Regions from separate parts of the Mus musculus genome. Here region 1 is linked to region 2. Evidence: chromatin contacts called from public promoter capture Hi-C data. All regions are on one chromosome and are shown on one strand. The core of a region is the stretch at or near the end of the contact, and the rest is flanking DNA. Distances in the headings are between cores, read along the strand shown. Region 1 holds the start of Rab15 (RAB15, member RAS oncogene family). Region 2 holds the start of Esr2 (estrogen receptor 2 (beta)).

Region 1 (6,835 bases), core at 2,349-4,848, 650 kb before region 2:
CAACCTTGTGAAGAAAGAAGTGGGATGGAGAGCAAGGGGCCACAGGCTCCTGTGGGATGGAGAGCGAGGCGCAGAAACATCATTTTGTATTAACACAAATCACGGCCACAATTGTTTCCTTTGCTTACCAGCCCCTCAGATGCCCACATTTCTAAGAATTTGTCTTCTGCCATTTCAGAGTCACATTATCTCATTACAAGATCAGACCTGTTTATTCCAACATAGGGAGTATGAGGCAGGAAGATTGGGTCAGCCTAGGCTACTACATTATTATTTCTGGTCTAGCCTGAGCTACAATGTCACACCCTACCTTCCCCCTTTTCTCCTTCCCACCTGGAAAAAAAAAACAGAGAGAAGAAAGAGGGCGGTATTGACACAATGGCGGGGTTACAGGGTTGTGGGTGTCTTTCATATTCCTTCTAATTCCGAGCTAGGTGGGGACCCTCCTACAAAATGTACATACCATGCACTGTCACACAGGGTTGGACACATAAGGATGAACATGAGAGAGACATTGAGATTGAAGCTGATGAAGAGCCTGTGGACCAGCTGTGCTGTCTCAGTGGAGGGTGGGCTGCCTACCGAGGATCTCTGCAGCTATTCTGCTGTTGCTATGGCAGAACCCACAGCGGTGCCCTTGGGAGCATGCTCAGTGTGGCTGGTGTGGGGTGAGGGTAAGCCGAGAGAGACTTGTCTTCCTGAGAAAAGAATGAGTATCATTGAGTGACGGATTCTAGAAGGCTTGTGGGAGAGACTTTCAGCTGCCTCTCTTCTGATGTTTCTCAGCTACACTGAAACATCATCAGTCCAAGCCAAATACAACTGGAAAAGATGTCAAAACGCTCCACTGTGTGCCTGGGTTACAGCATGGTTGAAGTCAACTTTGTTGCCTCTATGTGATCTATGTGATATTTCCCCTTAGCATTATCTCAACGTCTCAGCACCTCCATCCCACAGTATTCACGGCTCTGGTCCAGAGGGAATCTGGTCAGGTGGGAATCTCAGGCTGTCGGGACTGCTCTGGGGCCCTGAGGGACCATACTCTCACCTTGTCATCCCCATACAAACTCACACCTGTGGGGCCCTCTGCACACCTATCGCTGCCTGGTCTAGGGCAGCTCTCCCACCTCTCTGGTTTTGTCCTTTTTGAGAAAGGGTCTCACAATGAATCCCAAACTGATCTTGAACTTGAAATATTCCTGCCTCATCCTTTCCAGTAGCTAGGGTTATACCACCATGCCCAAGAACACTCTCCTCCTCCCCTCCTCCTCCTTCTCTTCCTCCTCCTCTTCCTCTTTCACCTCTTCCTCCTCTTCCATCTTCTCCCTCCTCCTCCTCTGTGTATGTGCGTGTGCATGTGCACACACGCGCGCACACACACACACCCGTGGAGTACAGAAAAGAGCTTCAGGTCCTCTGGAGCTGAAGTTACAGGCAGCTGTGGGCCGTCCAGTGTCGGTCCTGAGAACCTATTTCCAGGCCTCTGCCAGAGCAGACAGGAAGTCCTCTTAATCACTGAGTCAAGTCTCTTCAGCACTACCCACCACCCACATGCGTTTAAACAAACAGTGGAAGCTACTGAGTTTGAAATCAGCCCTGTATGATGAAATAGACTTACTTTTTAGTAACAACCCCCTTTAAAAACAAAAACAAAAAAAACACTTCACTTTCCCGTCTTACCCAGAAAAAGCAATTTTTTAAAAAGGAAAGTTCCCCTATGGGTTGAGAGATTTGCCTCGTCTTGCATGTCTCCCCTGCTCTCTCTGACAGAGCCGCAGGTAATCAGTATCATCCCGAAAGGAGAGACCAGGGACAGTATTTACAGTGGCTCAATGGGAAAGCAGCTAAGGAACCTAACATCGGGGCTGCTGGCCAACACATGCTCTGTGTTCTTTGCACTGATGAGGGGGCTGGGCTGGGGACCACAGCAAATTAGGCCTCAGTTCAGCAAAGCTATCCCTAGCCTTCATCTGAGGGCTATTTTTATAGCCCAGGGAAGCAGAAAAAAAATCAATGGAGTGTTCTATAACTGAGGATTTATTAAGTCAAGTACCATGCTAAACAAAGTCCTAGAACTTTCTATGTAGCACCTTATTTTTACAATCCCATAAGAAGATCGTTACCCTAAGTACCCTTATTTTGATGAGGAAAGTGAGAGGCAAGATTTCACAGCTGTTGAGCACGGTACCTGGAAGAACTCATGTGTCTCACCCAAGAGCCCCCATCATGCCTTTGAAACCCAGCAAAAACCAAATGCAGAGAAATGCACCTCTGTGTGTGTGTGTGTGTGTGTGTGTGTATACACATATATATTAATTATCACATTTATACATGCCTATCTGTGCATCGCATGCATGCCTGGCACCTGCAGAGACTAGAAGCAGATGTCGGAACCCCTAGAACTCAAGTTAAGCTGCTGTATGGGTACTGTACTGAGAACTGAACCTCTGGAAGAGCAGCCCTTGTTCCCAACCTCTGAGCAGTCTCACACCTGGGAATCTTAATGGCCAGTCTAGGATCTGTTCCTTAAATAAAAGTAGCAAACATGTTTAGGGGTTTCCCTTCATTTAGGCACATTGCTTGAAATGTAGTTCATTTCAAGACAATAAATAGGCTTATCATTTTCCTTGATCCATTTCTCCTACTGACAAATTCATTTTCCATCTAATATTTAGCTTGAACACACACGTGCACATGCACTCCCACACACTCACACAGTCGTTGCTTTTTAAAGACCCAGTAGACTAGACTTGCTCTCCCCTAATACTAGTTCTCAAGAGCAGGCAATTTTCTGAACCCCAGAGAGGATTGATTTTCCTCTCTGGTGCTAACACATTTGGCAGCAGTAAACTGGGTCTCTAGAGAGGACAATTCATTCTTGGGTACCATTTGTATACAGAAATAAATATTTGGTAATCCGAGAACCTACCCTAGCAATCTAGACCCAAAGAAAACTTTACAGGAACCTCCTCCAAATAATTTTGCAACTTGGATTTCATTTTTAATGATAATTTATCTGTCTACTCTGAAGAACTGAACAATGAATGGGTCAGCGGGTGTTTTCCCGGTTTAAGAGGTGGGAGGGCATGACATAAGTCACTGTTGTGGGGCGGCCAAATGGCAATGACAGTTAATTCCGCAACACACCGGAGTGTTGGTGAAGGGAAGGGCGGTCCAATCCAGACCCTGATGAAGGCCTTCCAACTAGGGGTGAGCCCAGGTGGACCTGCCACTCATAAGCTGGGCCAGGCCGCTGAAGGGGCAACCTAGGTAGGGTGGAGTGATCAAGATCAGGCTTTGATCGAGGAGAAGAGATGGGACCGGGAAGTCAAGGTTGGGGATCTGGGCTGGGTGGGCGCTCATTCCAACTCCGCCTCTCAGATCGTCGGCGGAAAGATGCAGACGTATCCCTTCCGAACCCTGCCCGGGTCCGGGCACCCCAGGGCTTGAGAGCAGAGCTGGGATCCCGCCCCGGGCGGCCGCGGGGACCCCGACGCTCCCCTCCCCCGCTCCCGCTGCAGCGGCGGTGCAGGGGACGGGCGGAGGGCCGGGCAGGGGCGGCAGCCGCAGCTGTCCCCTCCCACCTCCCGCCAGCGCGAGCTTCCCCGCGACGCGCTCCCGCCGCAGCCGCGCTTCCCCGCGCCAGCGAGCCAGCGAGCGAGCGGGCGAGGCCAGCGCGGGGGCCGGGCCGCTTCCTTCTCGCCACCGCGGCGTCCTGGGGCTGGCTCCAGCCGCGATGGCAGAGGCTGAGCGGGGCTGAGCCCGCAGCCGCCCGCAGCCCTCGGGCCCCCTTGAGTCCCTGCCATGGCGAAACAGTACGATGTGCTGTTCCGGCTACTGCTGATCGGGGACTCCGGGGTTGGCAAGACATGCCTGCTGTGCCGCTTCACCGACAACGAGTTCCACTCCTCGCATATCTCCACCATCGGTAAGGGGCGGTGGCCCAGGGGCGCCCTATTCTCCCCTCCCGGTGGTTGCTTCTTTATCCCCAGCCCGGAAGGGATTGTGCGCCCCTTAAGGTAGAGGCGGTGGCGCGGGAGGCCAGGGATAGGGAGTGCATACACCTAGGGGTGTGAGGTTCCTCCCCCCCCCACACACACACTGGGGCCCTGAGACTGGGTTCCTACAGGTGAGGGGTATATGCTGCCTACAGTCATGGTCTAAAGATGGGAGTTCTGCCTTCTGGCAGGGGAGCCTTCCGATCCAAGATCCAAGATGAGAAAACAGGCGGGTGTAGGCCAGAGTGCCCTGAGACAGGGCAGCGAGATTCACAGCCAGTGAAGTGATATACCCACAGCTCCAAATGAAGGGAGGAGAACGGAATCAAAATGAGGACCAGGCAGTAAGTCACTGAGGTACCCTTAGTTTTAGGGTGAGTCGGTGTGGAGCCAGGATAGGAGTGGACAGAGGCAGACTCAGTAGTGAAGGGAAAGTCACAAGGTGGGACGCCTGGAGGACAGGGATACCACAGTGCAAGAAGGAAGATACGGGTGGGCAGAGACTGTTTGAAGGACGGTGGGAAAATCGGAAATGTCCATGCAGAGCAGAGGGTCAGCAAGTAGGCAGGCCCTACATGAGACCCGGACAAAGGCCTGGTTGGTACCCTGGCAAGGCCATTGAGGGCCACTCTGAGAGTGACTCAGTGGTCTCTCCTTCATGGGCAAGGCAAGGTCCTCTCTTCCAGGACGTCTGCCTTGAGGGGATTCCACCCATATCTGACACCAGGGTACCACACTTGGTCAGCTGTGGAGGATCCTTCTCGTGGCTCCTGACAGAAACAACCTGCTGACAACCTGGTCATCCAGTAGGAATCCTCTCCTAGAAGGCCCTGCTGCCTTCGGGGAGGACTCCAGCTCTCCTTGAGAGCTTCCTCTTAAGGCTTTCTTCTTCTCCCTTCACACTCCTCCCCCAACACACACTCCTTGCCAAGAGAGAAGGTGAGGGTAGTTGCAGTCTGGAGAAACAGAGCCTTGTAGTTGAGGCAGGCATGGCCTTGACATGTATGTGACGCTGACTGAGTGCTGGAGGTCCCTCTCATTGCGCTCGTAAGGTCTCCTTGTGTGCTTTCCCCTCCTCAAGTCAGAGCCAGAACAAAACTTGTCTATATTTCTCTGGAACGCTAAGGCCAGCTTCTAAGAGACCCCAGGAGCTAGGGTTGGGCCACTGTTTGAATAAGAACCATTGTGGAGGGATTAGAAGGGGGCAGATACTGAGCCTTGCCTGAGAGAGGGCTGCCTGCCTCTCTAGAGCTCTTAGAGATGAGACAGGTGTTGGGGAAAGCCATGGGAGTGAGCAGGGAGGGGCCGAGGAGCCATATGGGATATGAGAGAGTTTGCAGGCTTGGAACAAAGGGCAACAGGCTATTACTAGGGAAACTTGTCCTGATGATTCTTGACAAGGGTCTGAGGCCAGCAGCTGTTGCGCTATCTGCAGTGAGTCAAGGGGTATGGGGGCGGGGAGATGCTATGTGCCTGGGTTTTGCCTGAAGAACAGTAGTCTGCACCCTGGAGTCACGAGTACAAGTCCTTTGAGGGGTTTACTGGTCCCCATGACTTGGGAAGATCTCAGGACTCCTGCCTACTGTGTGAGGAGTCAGCCTCCCCAGGAGATGTATGCCTTTCCCCTCTTCCATAGAAAGAATGAGGGAAGGAACATCTGTTTCTGAAATAACAAATGACCCTGCAGAGGCTGTACTTCCCTTGAAAGAGAACTATCCGTCACCCCACACTAACCCTCTTCGTCTTCCTGCCATCTTCTTTCCAGCTGGTAGAATGCTAGACAGAGCACAGGGACTTCCCTGGAAATCCTCTGGAGCTCACTGTGTCAGAGGCTGTGGTGAAGAGTTGCGTGGTCTGCTTCTATATACGCCCATCTCAGTTTTGGCATATGAGGCTAAAACCTAGCCCTGAAGTTTGTTCTCTGCATCAGAAGGTGGCCACATACACCCCTTTCCATACCAGTCCGCTGATTCCTCATGGTTACAAAGTCCACGGAAGCCCTTCAAATCTGCCCCCAACTGAGTTTCTTAAGTGCTTTCTTATTTAAAGCTTACGGAGGCCCTGAGGTTCTCCCCGTCTTGGCTTGGCCGTGTTTTCCAACATTAACTGCAATAGAAGGGAAAAAGCTGGATGGTCCTGAGAGGCTTTCCTTCTGTGATTTGGAAAGTTTCCCAAGGAAGGGGCAGCCAGGAGACAAATCAGAAAGCCAGGGAAACGGGGGCTGATTCATAATTTATCCATTAAGAAGATGTGTGTGCTTGGGAGAGTCCATGTCAGACATCCATTTAGACATCTTTCCTCATTTGTTTTGCTTTCTTATGAATGGAGAAAACGAGGCCATTTGCTAATTACTGCCAAGGCAAGAGTTCAGAGTCTGGGCTCATACTGATGTCGCCTTTGGCTGCTTCTTTTATAATTGACTGTCTATTCTACGTAAGAACCCAAACATTCGATGAAAGAGCCAGCCAGGGAGACTGAGGCACTCATGTCCTCGCCACCTGTCAACCCTGAAGCTGGCACCACTGGTACTCACTCTGCTCTCCATACAGCTGGGCTGCCAGGTGAGGGCTGGTGGGGAGTGGAATGGCCAGAGCCTTAATGTTCCTGTAGTTTCCTGATATGACTAGCTTATCTGTTAATGTAATGGAGTAGTCCCAAGAAGGACCATGCTAGGCATTCTAGTGACATTAAATGCACCCTTTCCTGCCCACAGAAGTCTCTCATCTCATTGAAGCAAGACACGGGCAATAAAGAGTTATTGCCAGGACGAGATAACGTGTCTGCAAGTGCTTGGTAAAGCACCGTTTAGATAGAAAGGATTGACTATAGCCTCACCA
Region 2 (6,040 bases), core at 3,244-5,743:
GGATAATCACCCTTCTTACTGTCACTCAAGCAGACAAAGCACCCATCTGGGTACCATTATCTTTTCTGACGGACAGGGTGAGTCAGAGAGGCAATTTCCTTTCCTCCGTTCATTCTCTTTGCTTCAGATGTTCTGCAATGATATGTCTTGTGTAATAAGCAGTAAGCTGTGGGTGTGTGAGGGTCTTTAAAGAGAAGAACATGCTGCCCCGTGAGCAGGGCACTTTCTGAGGAAGTATGACACCTAGTCCGGGGCTCCACTTCTGGGATTGATGGGGTGGCAAGAGATGCTGAGGAAGGCTTTATCTGTAGGAGGCATCAGGGTTCTGCACAGAGCAAATCTTGAGTCAGCATTATTGCTGATCCATTGTGGATGTGCGGGAACTTTTGTCGTTGTTGTTTTAATTTTATTTGTTTGTTTATTGTTTTTTTTTTTGTTTGTTTGTTTTCCGGACAGGGTTTCCTTCTGTAGCCCTGGTTGTCCTGGAACTTGCTTTGTAGACCAGGCTGGCCTTGAACTGGGAGATCGTCATGCCTTTCCCTTCTGATCTCTGGGACTAAAGGCATAAACCACATCTACACCTGGCTTTTGTAGATGTGGTTTAAACAGACACAGGACAGGACTTTGGGCTAGGTCCTAGGTTCAAATCCTTCTCAGCTACTCATAAGCTGTGTGATCTTAGGAAGGTCACTTACTCTTCATGGATATCCATTTTCCCATTCATAAAATTGGGATAATTAATGATAGACTTTGCTCTGTAGGCAGATATGACAGGGGGATTGCACATTTGAATTTGGAAGCAACTTGGGCTACATAGTGAGTTCAAGGCTAGCCTGTGCTACATAACAAGACTCTTCCAAAAAAATTTAAAAATAAAATATAAAAGGAAGGAAGGAAAAGAAAGAATGTATTTTATATAGCCATTATGTATAAAATAAAAAGGTGACACATATACACGTGTTGGTTAGTTTTTTTGCCAACTTGACACAAGCTACAGTCACCCGAGAAGAACTAACTTCAATTGAGAAAATGCCTCCATAAGACTGCCTTGTAGGCAAGCCTGTGGGCTATTTTCTTGGTTAAAGATTGATGGGGACGGACCCCGCCCATTGTAGAGCAGGTAGTTCTGGATTGCAAACGACAGCAGTTGGGCCAAGCTGGGAGGTGCAAGTCTGTAAGCAGTGCCCCTGCATTGTCTCCCATCAGCTCCTGCCTCCAGGTTCCTGCTTGGACTCCCTTCATTATGGACTACAGCCGTGAGCTGTAATGAATCTTTTCCTTCCCAAGTTGCTTTTGACCATGGGGTTTATCACGGCAATGAAAATCTAGTGAACACACACACACACAGGCACACACACAGGCACACACACACACACAGGCACACACACACAGGCACACACACACACACAGGCACACACACACACAGGCACACACACACACAGGCACACACACACAGGCACACACACACACAGGCACACACACACAGGCACACACACACAGGCACACACACACAGAGGCACACACACACAGGCACACACACACAGGCACACACACACAGGCACACACACACACAGGCACACACACACACAGGCACACACACACAGGCACACACACACACAGGCACACACACACAGGCACACACACACAGGCACACACACACAGGCACACACACACAGAGGCACACACACACAGGCACACACACACAGGCACACACACACAGGCACACACACACAGAGGCACACACACACAGGCACACACACACAGGCACACACACACAGAGGCACACACACACAGGCACACACACACAGGCACACACACACACAGGCACACACACACACACACACACACACACACACACACGCATACACAATGCATAGTTCAGTGTCCATAAGTGGCCACTGTGTATAAGAACCACTGTGGCTACTGGTTTCTTTTTTTATCTTGTAGCTTCCCGTAGTGAATGTAAGCTCTGTGAGCCTCTGTTCTCATCTGGAAGGCGGAGCCAGTCTTACTTGCCCCTTGGAACCGGTATGAGGATTACAGAGGAAGCTGTGCAGTCTGGCTTGGTACACATACTTCATAGATGTCAGCTTTCTCTCCCTCACACCACCTTTACCTGCCTCTTGGCTCTGGGTTGAGATCCTTTCATGGATGTTCCACTGTAGATGATTTTTTAAAATTAAAAATGTATTAGTGTATGTGTATATAATGTGTGTGTGAATGTGGGTGTGTGTATGCCATGCGCTTTGGGTGGCAATCAGGGTAACTTTTGGTAACTTTCTGGAGTTGGGTCCCTCCTTCTCTCCTTCCATCTTTTAATTTTAGTTATTTAGTTTTATGTATGTGGGTGTTTAGCCGGCATGTGTGTAAGTATGTGTACCATATATGTGCCTAGTGACTGGAGGTCAGAAGAGAGTATTGGCTCCCCTGGGACTGGAGTTACAGGTAATTGTGAGTCGCCATGTGGGTGCTGGAACTGAGCCCAGCTCTTACATAAATCCTTCCACCTCCTTGGGTTCTGTGAACTAAACGCTGGTCTGTCAGACTAGCTCGGCAAGTTCATTTATTGGTTGAGCTATCCTGGCCTCCCTCCAGATGAATCTTGTTAACAAAGTATCATTAAATGAACTGATTTGTTTAAGATCGCTACTGCAACTTTTCTACCAAGGCAGGAAAGGAGGAAGGACTGAGTGACACAGGACACACAGACACACAGGAAAGGACACAGGGACGTGCAGACTGGGAAGTATTAATCTCATCCTTGCCTATCCTCACCAGGATGGACTCAGTAGCTACCCACTCTCCCATCCACTCTACCTTTCCTAAAAGGACAGGGACATTCTATCTCACAAATGGAGAGAACCCAGGACTTTTAGCTTAAATGAAACCTGTACATGGGATGAATGGGGGCAGCGAGCTTTGTTTTTGTTTTTTTCGAGATAGGGTTTCTCTGTGTAGCCCCGGCTGTCCTGGAACTCACTTTGTAGACCAGGCTGGCCTCGAACTCAGAAATCCGCCTGCCTCTGCCTCCCAAGTGCTGGGATTAAAGGTGTGAGCCACCACCGCCCGGCAGCAGCGAAACTTTTGGTATAGCCTTTGCTCATAGTCTATAAAGACCGTGCTTCTCCACATATGTAGTCTGCGGTGCCTACCTGTGGCACTCATAAACCCGGGCCTCAGAAAGGTCCCCGAAGGCGTTTTGGTTACACCCAAAATGTTGAGGCTGACATTGTATAAGTTTCCCTCCAAATCCCCCCCGCCCCCCCCCCCCCCCCCGGTTTTCTTCTATTAGAGTACCGTCCACCAAGAATCACATTCTGGGTCTGAAGGGACATCTCAGCTGTTAAGATAGCTTGCTGCTCTTGTACAGAAGCCTAATTCTGTTCCCAGCACCCATACGCAGGAGGGAATCCCGCACCTATAGTCTCCGTAGACATCTGCACGCCTGTGTACATACCCATGTGTGCATAATTTAAAAGATAAAAAGTAGATCTTTAAAATCCTTCACAAACATCCCCGTGATGTGTGCGGATGGCTTGACGATTAATTAGGTACACCAGTGACACCAGGTTGGCCTACAGGTCATTTGTTTTCCTTTTAACTTTTGCCACCAAAGGCTGCCTTAAAGCCAGTTGTTTCCTCAAAGACTATAAGGTATGGTTTCAGCCTTTGTGTAGAAGGGTCACTTCCAGGCTAAGCGATTGAGCTGGGAGGATCAGATCTACCATCAGGGGGCGCCAGAGACCCTCTCCGCCCCTGTAAAAGCGCAGGCAGATTTTCTCCAGGTGAATTCCAGGAGGCTCGCGGGATCTTGGACCTAACCCATTGCCTTTTTTTCTTTTTCTTTTTCTTTTTCTTTTTCTTTTTCTTTTTCTTTTTCTTTTTCTTTTTCTTTTTCTTTTCTTTTTTTTTTTTAACGAAACAAAACAAAACAAAACAAAAAACAACTCGTTTTCTCTCCCGGCTTCCATCGCCAGCCGCTGATAGATGAGCGTTCAAACCTTCACCTCCAGCCCCATTGCCTTGCCTTTCTGGAGCACAAGCTAACACTCCCTGCAAAGGAATCTGCCTTCATTACTTCGTTATTACTGCTAATTTCGGTGCTATTACCCGAAACCGGGGCCTGGCCCATGCTTCTCAAGGAGAGTTGTCAAACTTAAGCATTTAATGACACGCACGTAGGTCAAAGTATGGAAACAGGATTAAGTGTGGTCCCTGGACGCACGCGGTTAAGTCCAGAATCCCTGGGGATCTGGTCAGAAATTCCCATTCCCGGGCCCCCATCTCGATCCTTCATCGTCAGTCTATTGGAAGCGGGGTGTCCCTAGAGGATGACTGTGAAGTGGCTGGAGGTCCACATCCAGTGGATCTGGTTGCACGGCGCGGGAGTGCCTGAGATCTCTGGCTCCCGGTTTGTGGTCACGTGGGCTTCTCAGCTACCCTCCCACACTCTTTCCAGGTCTTTAAAAGAAAGACGCACTAACGTTCGTTCGTTAGTCGTGGGCAGTCTTTGCAGCTTCTCCAGCTGCTGGCCCTTTTGAAAGGCACTCTCGGGTCCCTGCCTTCTCCCAGGCTTCTAGCATCAACCACCTCTTGAAACTTCCTGGGAGTAGAGGAGGTGGGGAGCTGGCCTGGAGGGAGCGGCTTGTGCGGCCACTGGCATCCCTTGGCATCCGGGTCTGCAGTAGAGTCTGGCAGCCGCCGCAGGCTGAGCGACAACCAGTGGCTGCGAGTCCCGCTCAGGGACCGAGGAAAGTACGTGTCTGCATTTAGAGAATGCAAAAGAGAGAATGTCCACCCGCTAGGTAAGTGTCCCTTTGCTCATAGTGAGGCTTAATTGACTTTGTGGGAAGCCGGCAGAGTATAGAACAAAAAAAAAAGGGGGGGGGAGGGTTGGGGCACGGGCATGTATGCAACTGTTCTGAACACTACCGGAAACAGAAATTTTTACTGACTTTTGGTTTAGTTATATAAATATAATTTCATTTTAAAGGAAGAAAATTCCTGTGGTTTTCCTAGCAGTGGATACGATGATGACGCTTCTTGCTTGAGTGTGGTGGACCAGGGAAGATATGCCTATCTTAGGCAGGTGATCATGGCTTGTCGACTGGCAATCCTTAGTCGTGTCAGAAATAGAGTTTAACTTCTTTCCTGGATAGTCTGAGAAAGATTAAATCTGATTTCTCTTATATGCTGAAGAGGAATCTAACTGTTGCTTCTTCCTGATTACCTGTGGTGACAGTTTCATAGTGGAAAGAGTGAATATTGGTATGTGTGTGTGTGTGTGTCTGTGTGTGTGTGTATAAAACAAAACTATGAATTTGAGCGCTATTCAGAAAGCAAGCGTGACAATTTAACTTAGGATTTAGAAGGCAGGTTTGTGTTTGGCACATAGTACCCTCGAGGAAAGATGTTTATGTCTTGTTCTATTTCAAGTGTTTTTGTAAGCATCACTTGAAATTTCATTGTTACTATAATGATCCGGCTCATGGTGGATATTTCCTCTCTCCGTGTAAATGTTATTTAAAGAGTGAAAGGAAAGATTAGAAAGAGGATATATAGTGACAACAAGAAGAGTGTAATCAGTAGCTTCATTTTCTTACCAGAGCAAGTCTGATTGTAAGGGTTCTCAACCAGTGGGTCGCGACCCCTTTGAGACACCCCCCCCTCCCCTCGATCTCCAAAAACATTTACATTATGATTCATAACAACAGCAAAATTACAGTTATAAAGTAGCAATGAAAACAATTTTATGGTTGGAGGTTAGCATAACACAAGGGTCTGTATTAAAGAAATTGCCCCACTAGGAAGGCTGAGACCATTTCTCTACAGCATTCTATATGAAGTAAAAGATGAGGTTTTATCAGTCAGGGTTAAAGCAGAAACTTTAGGATTTCATTTTATGTTCAATAGATGTCTAGATGAATCTGAAATTCTTATTTCAAGAGCAGTTTTAAAGACAACACTTTAAGTCTTGCCTAAGATATATAAATGCTTGAAATCAACAAAAAGCATGCAGAAGACAATTCCAAGGTGGGTC

Evidence for each region. Capture Hi-C pulls out chosen DNA fragments and counts their contacts.
Region 1: a promoter capture Hi-C map of adipose tissue shows a contact between it and region 2. The contact joins the promoter of Rab15 here to the promoter of Esr2 in region 2. A contact is called at or near these places in 1 of 39 promoter capture datasets (liver) and 1 of 9 other capture datasets (adipose tissue).

Annotation. Positions count from the first base shown.
Region 1 is chr12:76,819,287-76,826,121 of GRCm38.p6, reverse strand. Rab15 (RAB15, member RAS oncogene family) reads left to right here and starts at 3,598. Exons shown (of 7, transcript NM_134050.5): 1 at 3,598-3,928. The coding sequence starts at 3,805. It overlaps Gm34988 (a long non-coding RNA gene), which reads right to left. Exons shown (of 2, transcript XR_381699.2): 2 at 4,222-6,835.
Region 2 is chr12:76,175,712-76,181,751 of GRCm38.p6, reverse strand. Esr2 (estrogen receptor 2 (beta)) reads left to right here and starts at 4,493. Exons shown (of 10, transcript NM_207707.1): 1 at 4,493-4,805.